Regions from separate parts of the Mus musculus genome. Here region 1 is linked to region 2. Evidence: chromatin contacts called from public promoter capture Hi-C data. All regions are on one chromosome and are shown on one strand. Each heading gives the region's core, a stretch centred on a gene start, on an enhancer-like site or on the middle of the called end of the contact. The rest is flanking DNA. Distances are from core to core; before and after follow the strand shown.

Region 1 (7,206 bases), core at 2,113-4,612, 510 kb after region 2:
CAGGGTTACACAGACCCTGTGTCATAAAATAATATAAAATAAAATAAAAAGAGAAAAACAACAACCTAGTAAAGAGTCAGCTGACCACCACAGACAGTTTATCATTCTCCCTGTATCCCATAACATAGGTCCTCTATTTAAAATGGTGGCAATCTTTGGCTATTTCACTGATTTTCAGCATTACTTAGTGATCTTAATGTCTAATTTTGATTCCGTGAAGGGAGAAAATGCACCACCTTTACACCTATTACACGTCTGTTTCACGCCTTTCAAGTCAGGAAGTGTAATTATCCACTCTCCCTCGGTGCAGTTCTGGGCTCTCAGGTAGTCCTTGGCAACCTGTTCCTACAAAGCCAACCTCACAGTACACATCACATCAGTGTAGTGCTGACTACCCTGTGAATCTGCAGTTAAAGGCACCGAATGAAACCAACACTCATTCCATCTCCAAATGAAGGGTGAACAACTTACCATCTCCTTCTCTTATTCACATCACCTAAGGAGGAAAAGTGCTACTGGATTCACTCAGAAAAGCCAGGCATTCCCACCAGTACTGAGCTATTCAGTATACACTACAGCATCTCTCATGGAAGAACTACAAAACATTTAATCTAATAATCATGATAATAAGGCCTTTTCCAACTAAAAACATGAAAAGTTAATAAATTATCTGCCTCTTAAAAAAAAAAAAAAGTTTAGACGGTTCTAAACCAGAGTGTGGAGAAGTATATAAATACCTTAGAACCTAACAATGGCACCTCTCAGAAAGCCACAACTTTTATATCTATTAATGGGTAACACTTGTATAAACATGCTTGGACCTTAATCACATAGTATTCCTAATGGCAAGTTCTAACTGGACCCTAACAGTGTAGTGTGGCTAGGAATAAAAATTAGCCTAATAAATGAGACTGTTTCATATAGTCTCTCTCTCTCTCTCTCTCTCTCTCTCTCTCTCTCTCTCTCTCTGTGTGTGTGTGTGTGTGTGTGTGTGTGTAAGAGAGAGAAAGACAGATAGACAGGCAGACAGTCACACAGAGAGAGACAGAGATGTGCACGCTCAGAGAGATAATTTTTCTTTTTTCTTTTAATTGGATATTTTCTTTATTTTCATTTTTAATTGTTAACCCCTTTCCTGGTTTCCCCTCTGAAAAACACCCTCCCCCTATCCCCTCTCCCTGCTCACCAACCCATCCACTCCCGCTTCCTGGCCTTGGCATTCCCCTACACTGAGTCATAGAGCCTTCATAGGACAAAGGGCCTCTCCCCCCATTGATGTCTGACTAGGCCATCTTCTGCTGCATATGCAGCTGGAGCCATGAGTCCCACCATGTGTACTCTTTGGTTGGTGGTTTAGTCCCAGGGAGCTCTGGGGTACTGGTTAGTTCATATTGTTGTTCCTCCTATTGGGCTGCAAACCCCTTCAGCTCCTTGGGTACTTTCTCTAGCTCCTTCATTGAGGACCCGGTGCTCAGTCCCATGGATGACTGTGTGCATCCAGTTCTTTATTTGTCAGGCACTGGCAGAGCTTCTCAGGAGACAGCTATATCAGACTCCTGTTAGCAAGCTCTTGTTGGCATCCACAACAGTGTCTGGGTTTGGTGGTTGTTTATGGGATGGATCCCCAGGTGAGTCAGTCTCTGGATGGTCATTTCTTCAGTCTCTACTCCATACTTTGTCTCTGTAACTCTTTCCATTGGTGTTTTGTTCCCCCCTTCTAAGATTGATTGAAGTATCAGAGAGAGATTTTAATTTTATTACCTAGTGTGTGTGTGTGTGTTGGTCTAGGGATGACTTTGTGGAGATTGAAGTTTTTTGTTTATACTGTTTGCTTAGGGGATCAAACTCAGGTCACTAGAGTTACACAGCAAGCACTTAGCCAATTCGCTGCCTTGCCAGCCCCAGAGACCTTTCATGGATCTAAGATATAAAACATTTATTGCTGAAACCATACACCATACTTTTGTGTGTAATCTCATAGCTCATACAGTATTTTTACTCACAGTATTATCTTAAATCCTCAGGTGGGTGAGCAATATATATTATTCCTCTTCTGAGATTCTGTGGCCACCTTGAAGGCACATTTGGTTTTTAGAGAGAAGAAAAGAAAAAGGGCCAAAGAGTGTGCTCATATCCCACTGGGCTCAGCCACATTTGGACCCAAGAGCAACCCATCTCCCATAATGGATAATATCTGATGCTGAGGCAGCATCAACATCATTCATAAGTTGTTTATCCTATACTCTGAGTCTTTCCCTGACTGTCTTACAAGTGGATACAAGAGCTCTTGATGACATTTATTCAATTAGGCCAAAAAAGACACAAAAAAATACAGGATTTACACATCTCAGTTGACAAGGGATGATGCAATTATAGTCTCAAGGTAGCTCTGCTCTACAGTGGCTCACTCTGAGTGTATCCGGCCACTGTGTGCTCTGTGCACAGAGATAAAAAGCAAAGGAAGGCACCACGCTTACACAGGAGAAAATCACTCATTGGGGAGTGACTGGATGTACTTATAATAAAAAACTAAAGTATATGGTCAGAATATACCTTAGAAAGCCAGGAGGGAACATTGCATGATGCATGCTCCCTTACTTGAATTGGATAGCCTCTGTTTCTCTGTCTCTCTCTCTCTGTCTCTCTCTCTCTCACTCTCTGTGCATGTGCTGTTTTTGTATATGTTTTTCAGTTTTTAAAAAAGGTTTATTTATTTTATGTATATGGGTGTTTTGTCTGCATGTAAGTCTTATACACCAGAAGGCATTGGCTCCCATGGGACTAGAGTTTTATCTGGTTGTAAGCCACGATGTGTATGTTGGAATTGAACCCAGGACCTGTGGAAGAACAGCCAGTGCTCTTGACGCCTGAGCCATCTCTCCAGGCCCTGTGTGTCATATGTGCAAAAGATAATAAATTTGTATTTACCAACGACTCCCAATTCACGTGTGGCTTCTGCACCATGTTGATGAGTGTGCCACAAGTGCAATCTAGTTTAAACCAGGGATGTCTCAGCGTGAATATGGCTTCCCATGGTCTCAGGTATGCTAACTCCTGTGTCTCGTCCCTACTTTTATATAACCAATGTCCTTTGTTCAGGAAAGGGTAGTGATAACAGTTGTCTCTGTTGGCAATCTTAAGCAGCCCTTGTCTCTTTGATTGGTTTGTAAAACTGCCAAGCTTTAGGGCTATAATTTCCATAGCCAGTAGGAGGCTCCAAGTGGAAGAGCCCCAGTAGCTGTTAGGAGGAAAGGCCTTTCCCTAGACCCTGGAGTCAGCCCCCCCTCCCAGCCCCCACCCCTAATCCACAGTTAACTGCTTAGTCATACTCCAAAGCCAGGAGGCACATTCCAGAAACGGAATGCCAGATATCTTAACCTCTCTAACTAGAGGATGACTTTAAACATTACAACTTTTGGCTTGTGCTAAGACAGTCCCTAAATCTTCTTGACATTTAAATAAACAAGCAAAAGCCAACTGCTCATGTAGGGCAAGAACAGATTTCTATGGGTATATGTGTTTTGTTTTGTTTAGAGATTTTGAAAACTTTTAAACCCTTCAGAAAACCCCAAAGGCAAGGCATGTGTGATTTCCTAACACAGTGGAGTTACTCCGTGGCTGTTTGAGATTTCCAATGTATTTCTTAGGTTCAATATGTATTCAATAACTAACTGCGATGGAGATATGATCAACATACATTCTTCGATCCTGAGTCACTCAAACAACATTTTATGCTCACTGTATTGCAAATACTAATACAGAAGCTGGGCACAGAGGCAAACAACAGTAATCCCACCACTTGGCAGGTGGAGTCAGGAAGATCAAGGACCAGGGATGAAGGACAACATTAAACTCCAGAAGGAGAAACAGGCTCATCTCTGTGAATTCAAGAATTCAAGGCTGGCCTGGGTTCATGAGACCCTGTTCAAATGGGGGGCGGGGTGGGGGTAGGGGTGGGGGTGGGGGAGAGAGGTGGGGGCAAAGAAATAGTTCAGTTACTTTTAGGAACATTTTCAACTAAAAAGATGTAAAAAAAAATTTTTTTGATTGGATCTAATAATCCCAGAAAGTTAGTTAAAATATTTTTCTCAAAGATTTCAGATAATAATTTTAGGTGTGTGCATATGTGTGAGGGAGCACCTGTGGGTATGTGCCTGTGCATGTGGAGGTCAAAGGTCAACACGGAGTGCCTATTTCAATCAGTTTCCACTTCATTTTTTGAGCTGGGGGTCTCATAGCCCCATCCCCCTGTCTCAGCCTATGAAGTGCTGGGATTATAGGCTCTCTACAAGGGTTCTGGGGACAAAACAGAGGACCTCATCAAGCTCTTTATCACCTCAGCCATCTACTCTGTCCTTAGATACTTTTCAATAAGGCAAAAACATCTCCCTAGTGTTTCCTCAACTAAGAACCTCAGGTGTTCTGGGTGGGTGATTATCAGTTTAGGCATCCGTCCAACACTGAACACAAGGACTCATAAATCCCCATGACTTTCCAAACAAGCATTCAACCAGGCGCTGACTCTCCAGTGACACAAAACAGGCGCCGACTTCCTGGTTATCCAGTCAATGAAATTATGAATGACGCAACATACACAGAACTTTTAAAAATTCAACTTGACTGAGGTGTGATTTACACAAACACTTTCTCCATTTTTAATATACAAATGAGTAGCTTTCTGTAAAGGCACCACGTTACAAAGCTAATGCCACTCAATGTAAGAAAACTGTCTAATTGCAAACTCTCCCTTTTTAAAAAGGTCCTGCATCCCTCAATGCCTGAAAAAAACCACCAACGAGTTAATATAACATTTCTTTCTGCATGTCTGTCTGAGCTTGGTTGCATAATAGATCTGCAGTGGGGAGGTCCCCACTGGTGGCTAGAAAGTCTCAAAACTGCCTCAAGGTAGTCATTTTCAACTGTAGCTCCACTGAACGACCTAGAGAGATTTAAAAGTAATGATCCCTGGCCACCTGTTCCTCCATTCTGATTTTATCAGCCAAGGGTTCAGTGTGGGTATCAGAAATTTTATAGGAGATCACGAGGTTCGAAGAATAGGTAGACAAGTCCAAAAACACTTCTCGAAGGTCAGGATTCAATTTAATATTTATTTTGCTGTTCAGAGACTGCAGATTTAGCTGATTCATATTTATGTCTATTTTCACATTGTTCTTCCCAGCAGTGAAAAATAACTACCCAGAGGACAACTGTTGCCCTTAGTGACTGAAGGTGAAGCACGTGTGCATGCATTTAGTCCATTCCTCTCCCTGACTCAGAAGCAGTATCAGAAAGCCCACTTACTGATCTGCAACATCCTTCCTTCACTTTTCTGGGAAAAGCGATGCCATTCCTTAAAATGTGTCATCACACCACACAGGAGGACACTGAGTTCCTGTTTCATAACACTCAAAATTCCAAGTGTTCTGGGGATATTAACCCTTCGCTCTCCCAGGAGGGGGTGCCGTTTTCCTCCGTTCTACTGGCTCCAAAGTTCTCTTGTCTGAGCAAACCCAGTCTGTAAGTGGAGATCCTGGCAAGCTTTAATTGCAAATGTGAGCACCAGGGCTGGGATTCTCCTGGAATATAACCTGAGATTATTGAGAGCTGGGGTGACTCTGACTTCTGTCTTACTAACAAGCTCCAGATGATGGCCAAAGTGCTAGTCCAAGGGCCACTTTAGTAAAACATTCTTGATCTTCTCTAAGTTTGTATTTAATATAAAATATTAATTAATATATGCAATATAGATTAAATAATTGATAAAATTATTCCATTTATGGTGAGTTTTATTATTTTTGTGCTGCGGAGGTAAATGGACTAGTGTAAGCTTCCGAAACCATCTTGATTGTCAGCCTGCCTCTGCTTGATTCCTATGATCGTCTCCAAATGCTAAAATGTTCTTTTGAAGTCTTGAAGCAGCATAAGATATTGCATTATCACCTCAGATTTAACACCAAGCACAGGAGTTCCCGTTAAAAGTATATTTTAAGTAGCATACAGGCTCCTTGAGATTCAAAGTCCCTATGGCTATTTAACTTGACCTATGGCAGCTAATATTTGACGGAGAATATTGCCACTATACAACAATGCAATTACTGTAAGCTGCACAGCCCTTGTGTTAGTTTGACTAAGGATAACCCCCAAAGGCTCCTATAGGTGTAGCCTTGCTGAGGAAGTGTGTCACTAGGCATGGGCTTTGAGGTTTCAAAAGCCCATGCCAGGCCCAGTCTCTCTGTGCCTAAATATCAGGATGTAGAACTCTCAGCTCCTTCTCCAGCACCATATCTGCCTGTGTGTCACAGTGCTTCCTGCCATGATAATAATGGACAAAGCTCTGAAACTGTAAGCAAGCCCCCAATTACATGCTTTCTTTTTTTAAGAGTTGCCTTGGCCACGATGACTCCTCACAGCAATACAGCAGTGACTAAGATAGCCCCTAAGATTATTTTTTTTCAGTTTAGGATTCCTTGACATTCCTCTAGCACATTGGCAGCAGTTGGGCTAAATTGATTTTGGAAAAAGAAAAAAGAAGAAAAAAAAAAAACAGAGCCTAATTTATATTGCATGGAAACATCTAGGACATCAGTTGTTGGATGACCGCAATTCAGAAAAGAGCTATCCTCAGAGATTCTCATGACTTTCACAATCTGATGACTGCTATCGAGCAAATCAAATCCTGCAGAGCCATGAGGCAGGTTACTGTATTCTTCACAAGCTCATATCCAAACCTCCTTAACGTACTCTGAAACTCTAACAACCTCTCCCTATAGCCTCTCTGCTCTCTACTGACTTCTAGATTATCCCTTTTCACTGGAGATGTTGTTCTCTGTCCCTCAGCACGTGTCAACAATCTCAAGACTTCACCATTCCAGGAGATAAACCTTTTTTTTGGAGCCAGGGTTTCCCTGTGTAGCCTTGGCTGTCCTGGAACTTGCTCTGTAGACCTGGGCAGCCTCAAACTCAGAGAGCTGACTACCTCTGCCTCCCAAGTGCTGGGATTACAGGTACCACTTCTGCCTGGTAGCGTTAAGCATCTTAACCTCGGGGTCTCTTGTTTTCATGATTTGTTCATCAAAAGCAACGAATCTCTGCCTCCAGGCATTCACTTTCTGGGCACATCCAGTACCTTCCTGATAACCTCAGCTTAAACCTTCACAGTGATGTCTAAGAGGCAAAACAACTTTTGTTTATGGATCTCTCATTCCA
Region 2 (7,076 bases), core at 1,033-3,532:
TTCATTAGAAAGTGAAGCCAGTCAAAGACAATAGATTCCTGAATGGTCGAAGATGCCAACCACCGAGAAGAAGACTTAGGGGGGCCACCTAGCAAAGAAGAATGCTGACTGCCCTGTTATCCCTTAAAGGTCATCCTAGTTCTCCAAGGTATCCACTGTTTATCTGAACCTTAGTGACCCTGAGAGCCTGAGGGAAAGGTGCCTGAAGGAACGTTTGCCAGTGACATTAGTGGCTTCCCCAGGAATAAACAACTGCAAGTGACAGGGGCAAATGGTTCAAATTCAACAAGTTAAGAACATTCAAGGAATTGGGAAGGTCATCATTTTTTATAACCTTCCACTGAAATATTCTCATTTTACTTATAAAATTCCATAATACATTGGTCTTTATGCTGGAATTGTTGTGTTTGTCTTACTGTAGTGTATTATTGTCCTTTTATGAAAATCATCGCATCTGCAAACGGACAAATGTCCAGCATGAAAATGTTCCTCTTCCTATGGATGGAGGTCAACAAATTGCCTCATAAAAGTGACAGTCTTCAAAAAGTCGGAATTCTAAATTAATATACATAATTTAAGTAACCATTCAAAATATTGTAAAATACCTTCTCGCTCTTCTTTAAGGACTATGATTGGATTTAATGGGGCCCACACAACTGGAAGGTTACCCTCATGTTTATTTCTCTGAGATTTTTATAAGACATGTATTTCAGCAGGTAAATGCAAGACACAGAGTGTGCTTACAAAGAATGAGTCCTCTAAAATAAGCCTCCCACTTTCAGGGAGAGACTGGATGTATGAATGTGCACGTACATACACACTACGATAAAAATTAGAACTGTATGGACTGTTATTACATATTATCACTAAGGCAGGAATTAAGAACTATCTAAAAGTATGGTGCCCAAGTTACACCTAAACCAGGAGTGGACTTTAACTTGGAAAAGACTGAAGCACACACGAGAAAAATGAGAAAAAATTATAATATAGCAGTTGTCCTGTCTTGTCTTTCCATGTTAGGTACAGATTAGCTCTCAAATTTCTTTTGCACAAATTATTCCACTATGAGGACAATAAGTTCTGCCATATTAATTGCTTTATGAAATAGTACAATTCTTAATATTAGCTAGTTCATTTTCTCAATATTTAATTGGTGATGAGTGAACTCCTACCAGGCAAGCCTTGTTTGTTTTCTAACATTCCTGAACCTGTAGAGAGGGCTGCATGTATTAAACTGGCGCTGATGTTGGTATGTTGGTCTGCAGCTCCTGGCCAAGACAGCAACAGAGCAATTGGAGCAGTCAAATTCAACTCTACTTGGGATCTTTTATATTTATATAAACTATTCAAGTCACAGAAACATTCTGATCAAGAAAGTAACAATAAATTTTATGTATTCCTTTGACATAAAAATTTAGGATGATTTTGGAAAAATTAGCATTATTGAAGTTTCAGTATTTAATATGATATCCTTCATTCTTTAAGCATATCCTTAATCTAAAAGTGTTTTGAACAAAAATTTAAACCTACAAAGAGCAAATAGCAATTTTATATACATAAACAAGCACAATTTGTCATCCAATCTTTTATTTGCTGCTATAATACTGTGTGTACTTCTGTATTTGAAGGAAGATATAATGAGGAAAACATGGGCATGCCGTTTTAATGACTTGATAAACTTTTATACTGCTTTGGGACTTCATGAAGCACATAGGTGAATCTGTAAGTACTGTGAAATATTGTAGATGTTCTGTGTAGAGTTGTGGGTAGAAGCTTTATGTGTCATTGGAGGGCAGTATGTGGCTTTTTATACTTCATAGATGAAATACAGTGCAAAAGCTAACTTAAGGTGACAGTCTGAGACTGTTCAAGCCCTTGGACTTATCCTACAAAGAGTGTTTATTCTTTTTTAGGTTACAAGAAAGTAATTGCATTGATTTGTTTTGTGAATGTGGCTCAAAGGGTGGCCAGCAAGCTTCCCTTAAGGCTGATACTTCCCCTACTGCTGGAGCCTGCCCACATGGCCCTAAGCTACACACACACACACACACACACACACACACACACACACACACACACACACACACACAAAGGCTCACAGATAACAGGACAATTGCCAAGCTTTTGCTGAGTATTTCCTTTAATTCTTTTTCTTGGGTCCTGTTCAAAATGTTAGGGTTTTGGTTTTTTTTTTTTTTTTTTTTTTTAAGTACTACTATCAACTCAATGCTCTTGGGTATACCCAGAGAACTGACTGAGCTGGCAAGTATCCAAAAAATATAAATATCCCATACTCAAGTTTCCTTTTATTTGTCCTTCTGAACTTTTCCCACAATATACTATATAGTGCATTTCTCTCACATGTGCTATTAATTAAGATTTTTTAAAAAACAAATCAAGATAGGAATTATTCAATGGTTTTAAGAAGAGATCCATTGCATTCTAAAATGTCACAAGAATATGAGCAATGCAGAGAAATCTGAATGGTTTACTTTTCTGGTTACTCCACAGGAAGATGGGATCCAATTCTGAGGTGAGGCCAGCATTCTAAGGAGCTGAGTCACCACCAGGCCTCTGTCTCCTCCACATTGACGACTCATAGGACTTTGCCTCAGGTCTGAGCTCTACTGATCTTGATCATTCTAACACTCCTCCCTACAACTCAGTTGATCTTCTGTAAATGATAGGACCAGATTACATGATCCCTTGCGCTCTTCCCAGACCTTACAAACTAGGATTAAACCCTTCAGGGGCAAGATGTCTACCCCTTCAGGTTTAGTATAGCATAGCATGAGCTTAATACCTTTGACCATACAACTCTCACAATGGCCTATCAACTTATGCTCTCCTTACTTGCTGATGCTCCCAAAATGGATGCATTCAATACCTAGTTCTATCTTCCTCTTCCTTAATGCTTCCATATAGGTCCCAAACACAATGGTAATTTAAGAAAATGAAAAGTAACCATAGAAACAAATGTTGATCAGGACAAGACTCCAGTTCACAGCAGAAGAGACTTGTGGTGAACACAGGATAGGCAGTGTTTGCAATTAGAAAATTTCTGAGCAGCCTCCATACCCACTCAGAAGGTAGAACTCCCTCTCAGCAGGCAAACTGGTGGGGTTGGGTGGCAGGGAGAGTATTTCTACTTCAGCTAGCTACTTAGCAACAACTCTCCTCTGTTCATTTCTCAGACCACAACGTATGACTATAACCATGGTTCCTTCCACTCTTAATTCTGAAACAATCGTGGCCCAATTAGTTGCTGCTTAAAATCTATTAACTCACTACCTAGTCTCTGCATTAGCTCCATTTTCATAACAGTAGGGGAACGCAGGTATCTAAGGAGTCTGTTCTTGTTCCATACCACAGCCTCTAAGGTACCAATAGGTCATAGATGAGCATATCTGTCCAGAAAGCTTAATGTAGTTAAGCACGGGAATATAAGTGTACAAGCATGTAATACTTGCAAAGAACAAAAAAGAAAGAAGAGGAAAGGGAATATCACTATTAAAGGCTACAGGATGTCAGAGAAGAGGCAGTGTTTAATGCGGTCTTTAAAAGGTGACTCGAGTAGAGTTGATGGTCTGGGGTAGGGACAGGCTAGAAAAAGCAGGTACATTCATTCCTTTGCCAGTACATTCCTCCACCAGCTGCTTCTCCCCTAGCCAGCCATAAAAATTCAACCTGTCATTTGCCACATACAATCAGCTTCTTAGTTGTACAAGTTATATAATGATTTTTTTCTCATATTGAGTTACTTTCTTGTATTGAACAAACAGTATGTTATGATTATAGCTCTTTGTCAAAAACTGACAGCCCCTGGAGATGGAAACTTGTGATCTCAGCATCTAAGGAGACAGATGTCCCAAAAGATCCTGACTTGCCAATGGTTTCCACCTTACTCTACAACAGGCTTTGTGCCTATAATCTTATAATCCAGTTTGCAACATATGAGTTTTCTCATTATTTAACTTGGTCATCTTTTATAAGTTTGAAAAATTAATCCTTTATCAAACACATTACTTGGCAATATTTTCTTCTGATTTGTGACTTGTCTCTTAGTTTTCATAGATCTGTGTTCAGGGACCACAACTTCAATTGATAAACTGTCATCTTCCATAAATTTGGCTAATCTCTAATCTGAAATCACAAGGCTTCCCAGCAGGTCTGTGTCCAGAGATTCTAAACTTTTTATATTGAATACACAAACTTAGTATTGAAATTGGTATTGGTTGCAAGGTGAGTATTGATCTGTTTTGCATTCAAACATCTAATTGTCAAGAGTAACAATTTTTGTAAAAACTACTTCTTGTCCACTTAAGATCAACTGTCTAATTTGTTAGCATTAAGTGGCTCATAATAGCCCTATAAAGACCAATGATTCCTCTAAAGTCAATAGTTATGTTTGCTCATTGGTGGTATAGTAACTCATACCTTGTTCATCTTGGTCAGTCAGGTAAAAATGTATTAATATTCGCACAGCAAAAACAAACAAAAAAAAAACATCAGCTTTCTGTTTAACTGTCTTCTCTACTGCATTTCCGTTCTCTATTTCACTGATTCCACTGTGGTTATTATTCTCCCTCTGTTTTGGGGAAATAAATAAATAAATGTGATGCTCTTTTCCAATACGCTTAGAGAAAAAGCTTAGATTTTAAGTTGAGATCATATTTCTTTTCTAAAATGTATGTTCCAGGCTCAGCTTTTCTCCCAAACACTGACTTATCTACATCCCATGAATTTTGATGATGTTTTTATTTTCATTGATATCAAAATATCAACATTCATTTTTATTTTATCTATATATTATCCAGAAATGTGTTGTTTAATTTTCAATTTTTGAATTTCACTTTTGTTCTTCATGTTCAATGTAATTGCTTAGGAGACAGAAGTGACACCTTGATGAACGCAGTCCTCTGACACAGACTTCTGTTAAGGTTTAGCCTGTGACGTATCCTCGAGAATATTCAGTTTGCTCAAAAAATGCATGAATGCACATTTTACTTGGAACTATGTGTCCAGTTGGTCACCATATCATTTCTACCTTCTACATCTTGGTTGGCTTCTTCCAATTGATATTCCAATATTTGGGGATAAATGCATGAGTAAAATTGTTGAAATGTCTATTTCTTTTATGGTCCCCCTGTATATTACAACTATTGTGTAAAGTTTATGCATTTCTAATGGGGAGATCATGCTCATGGCAGACCTTTCATCACTGTAAAATGTCCCTCTCTGCAGGAAAACTACAAAAGTATCTATCGGTATTTATTATACTTTTTATCTTGTCAGGTTTCCTATGATTAATGTTTACATATCCTACTCAACATTTACCCCGATGAGTAGCTAGAACTAAAGCTCATCTCTTCTACAAAGCATGGAGTTAACTCTTCTCTTTCTACCCAGTCTGGAACACTTTTCTCTGGTGTCCTGAATGCAGAGAGTTGAGATGCTAGAGTTCTATCCCTATCCACTGCATCTCTTCGGGGATGCTCAAATGTTTCCGTGTTCCTACTCACTGCCTTCATCTTCTTCTCCATACATTGAAATAAAAGCATACTTTGTTGATTTTTAATCATATTATTTTCTTTGTGATTATTCTGAGGAATAATCATACATAGGTTGAGTATAGTTTGCTCCAGGTTAATATTGTCTTAATATTTATTAAATGTAGCTTTTTCTCTCCCACATAAATATTATCAATATGTCATATATCTAACAATGTTACAATCACTACGTGAAATAGTCTAGTATCTTACAGATTGTATAAAATATTATAGAACTGTTTATATTTATTCACATATTGCCATTTCCAACATTCTAATTTTTTATACTAAAAAAGTGGATTCGTTGCCAAGTGCACCCAGCCTGGCATGTGCACCCAGCCTGGCATGCTTCGCTTAGTATTTCACTCAGGTTCTGCTGATTTGGACATAGCTCTGGCCTCGTTTCCAAAGGATTGTTTTGTTAGATGCAGAATTTTAATTGACAGGTTTTCATTTCCTTCTCTTTTGTTTTTTGAGTATGTCAGTACTTTCCCTTCCTGCAACTGCCACTGTAGATGAAAGGTCAGCTCGTGAGTACAGTTTTCTCTGCTATAATGAGTTGCTTGTCTCTTCCTACCGTCAAGATTTCCCTTTGTCTTTTTCTTTATGCAATTTTACTTTTAAAAAAATCTACCAGTGGGTCTCTTTGTGCTTCTTTTAATTGTAGTCTTTTGACATGTTTGCAGTCATAGGATTTTATGGTGATTTAAAAAAATCATGCCTTGCCCAATTCTTTCTCCTCTTTCCATCACACACAATGTATCTGTTTTTCAAAAGAAGCATAAAAAAAATCACATTATTTGGTATCTTCATTGACTACTTACTAAACATAAAAAAATATCTCTTAAATATGGACCTTGAAGATCCATAAAACACCAAATTCCATCAGTGAGCATGACATTAGCCATGAACTTCTGTTCATGGTGTGTCTACCTTTGACACTGCTGGGTAGCATACAGGGTATGCAGTACAACAATGTCACATCTCAAATACTCAGAAGTAGTAAATATGTGGCAGCAATTTTAAAAGTAATATGTTGCTATGTTAAAAACTATCCTACAAGGAATAAATACCAAATAGCTTTATATCTATAAGTTATTAATATAACTTTATGATTTTGCAATTTAGTTTAATTAGCCAAGAAACTTTTAAGTGAAGAATGCATTATTTTCAAACAAACGCTTTAGTTAAAAACCTCAGTTAAAATTGCTTTCTAGAAAAATATGCAACAAAATACAATTTATTTATCTCTAGGCCTCATCTTCTTTTATGCAGCTTAGATACATCCATACTGACATATTAACTCAGGATTGTTGAGAGAAATATATTCGGTAGCATGTTTAACAGCATGGCTGGGTAAAAAATGAAGAAGTACACAGGAAAATTTAGACAATTTTAAGTATTCAGAAATCTGATTTTAAATAATAGTACTAATCTCAATCTTTTACCTACTGGAAAAATCCATAATTGTATCATCCGTGTTTTAAACACGCGCGCGCGCACACACACACACACACATACACACAC

The links. Promoter capture Hi-C pulls out the DNA fragments that hold promoters and counts their contacts.
Region 1: a contact with region 2 is called in a promoter capture Hi-C map of the 3T3-L1 cell line, with 2.3 times the contacts expected there. The contact joins two enhancer-like sites. A contact is called at or near these places in 2 of 39 promoter capture datasets (both in the 3T3-L1 cell line) and 1 of 9 other capture datasets (liver).

The regions. Positions count from the first base shown.
Region 1 is chr5:5,683,904-5,691,109 of GRCm38.p6, forward strand. The region is part of intron 1 of Steap2 (six transmembrane epithelial antigen of prostate 2); the gene reads right to left. All of the region lies in intron 1 of Gm40262 (a long non-coding RNA gene), which reads left to right. Among named protein-coding and RNA genes, the nearest start is that of Steap2, 6.6 kb to the right of the region's middle. Within about 2 kb of position 3,363, at least 70 of the 459 cell types and tissues checked have an H3K27ac peak or open chromatin away from gene starts, as enhancers often do.
Region 2 is chr5:5,178,364-5,185,439 of GRCm38.p6, forward strand. All of the region lies in intron 5 of Cdk14 (cyclin-dependent kinase 14), which reads right to left. Among named protein-coding and RNA genes, the nearest start is that of Gm30151, 190 kb to the right of the region's middle. Within about 2 kb of position 2,283, at least 80 of the 459 cell types and tissues checked have an H3K27ac peak or open chromatin away from gene starts, as enhancers often do.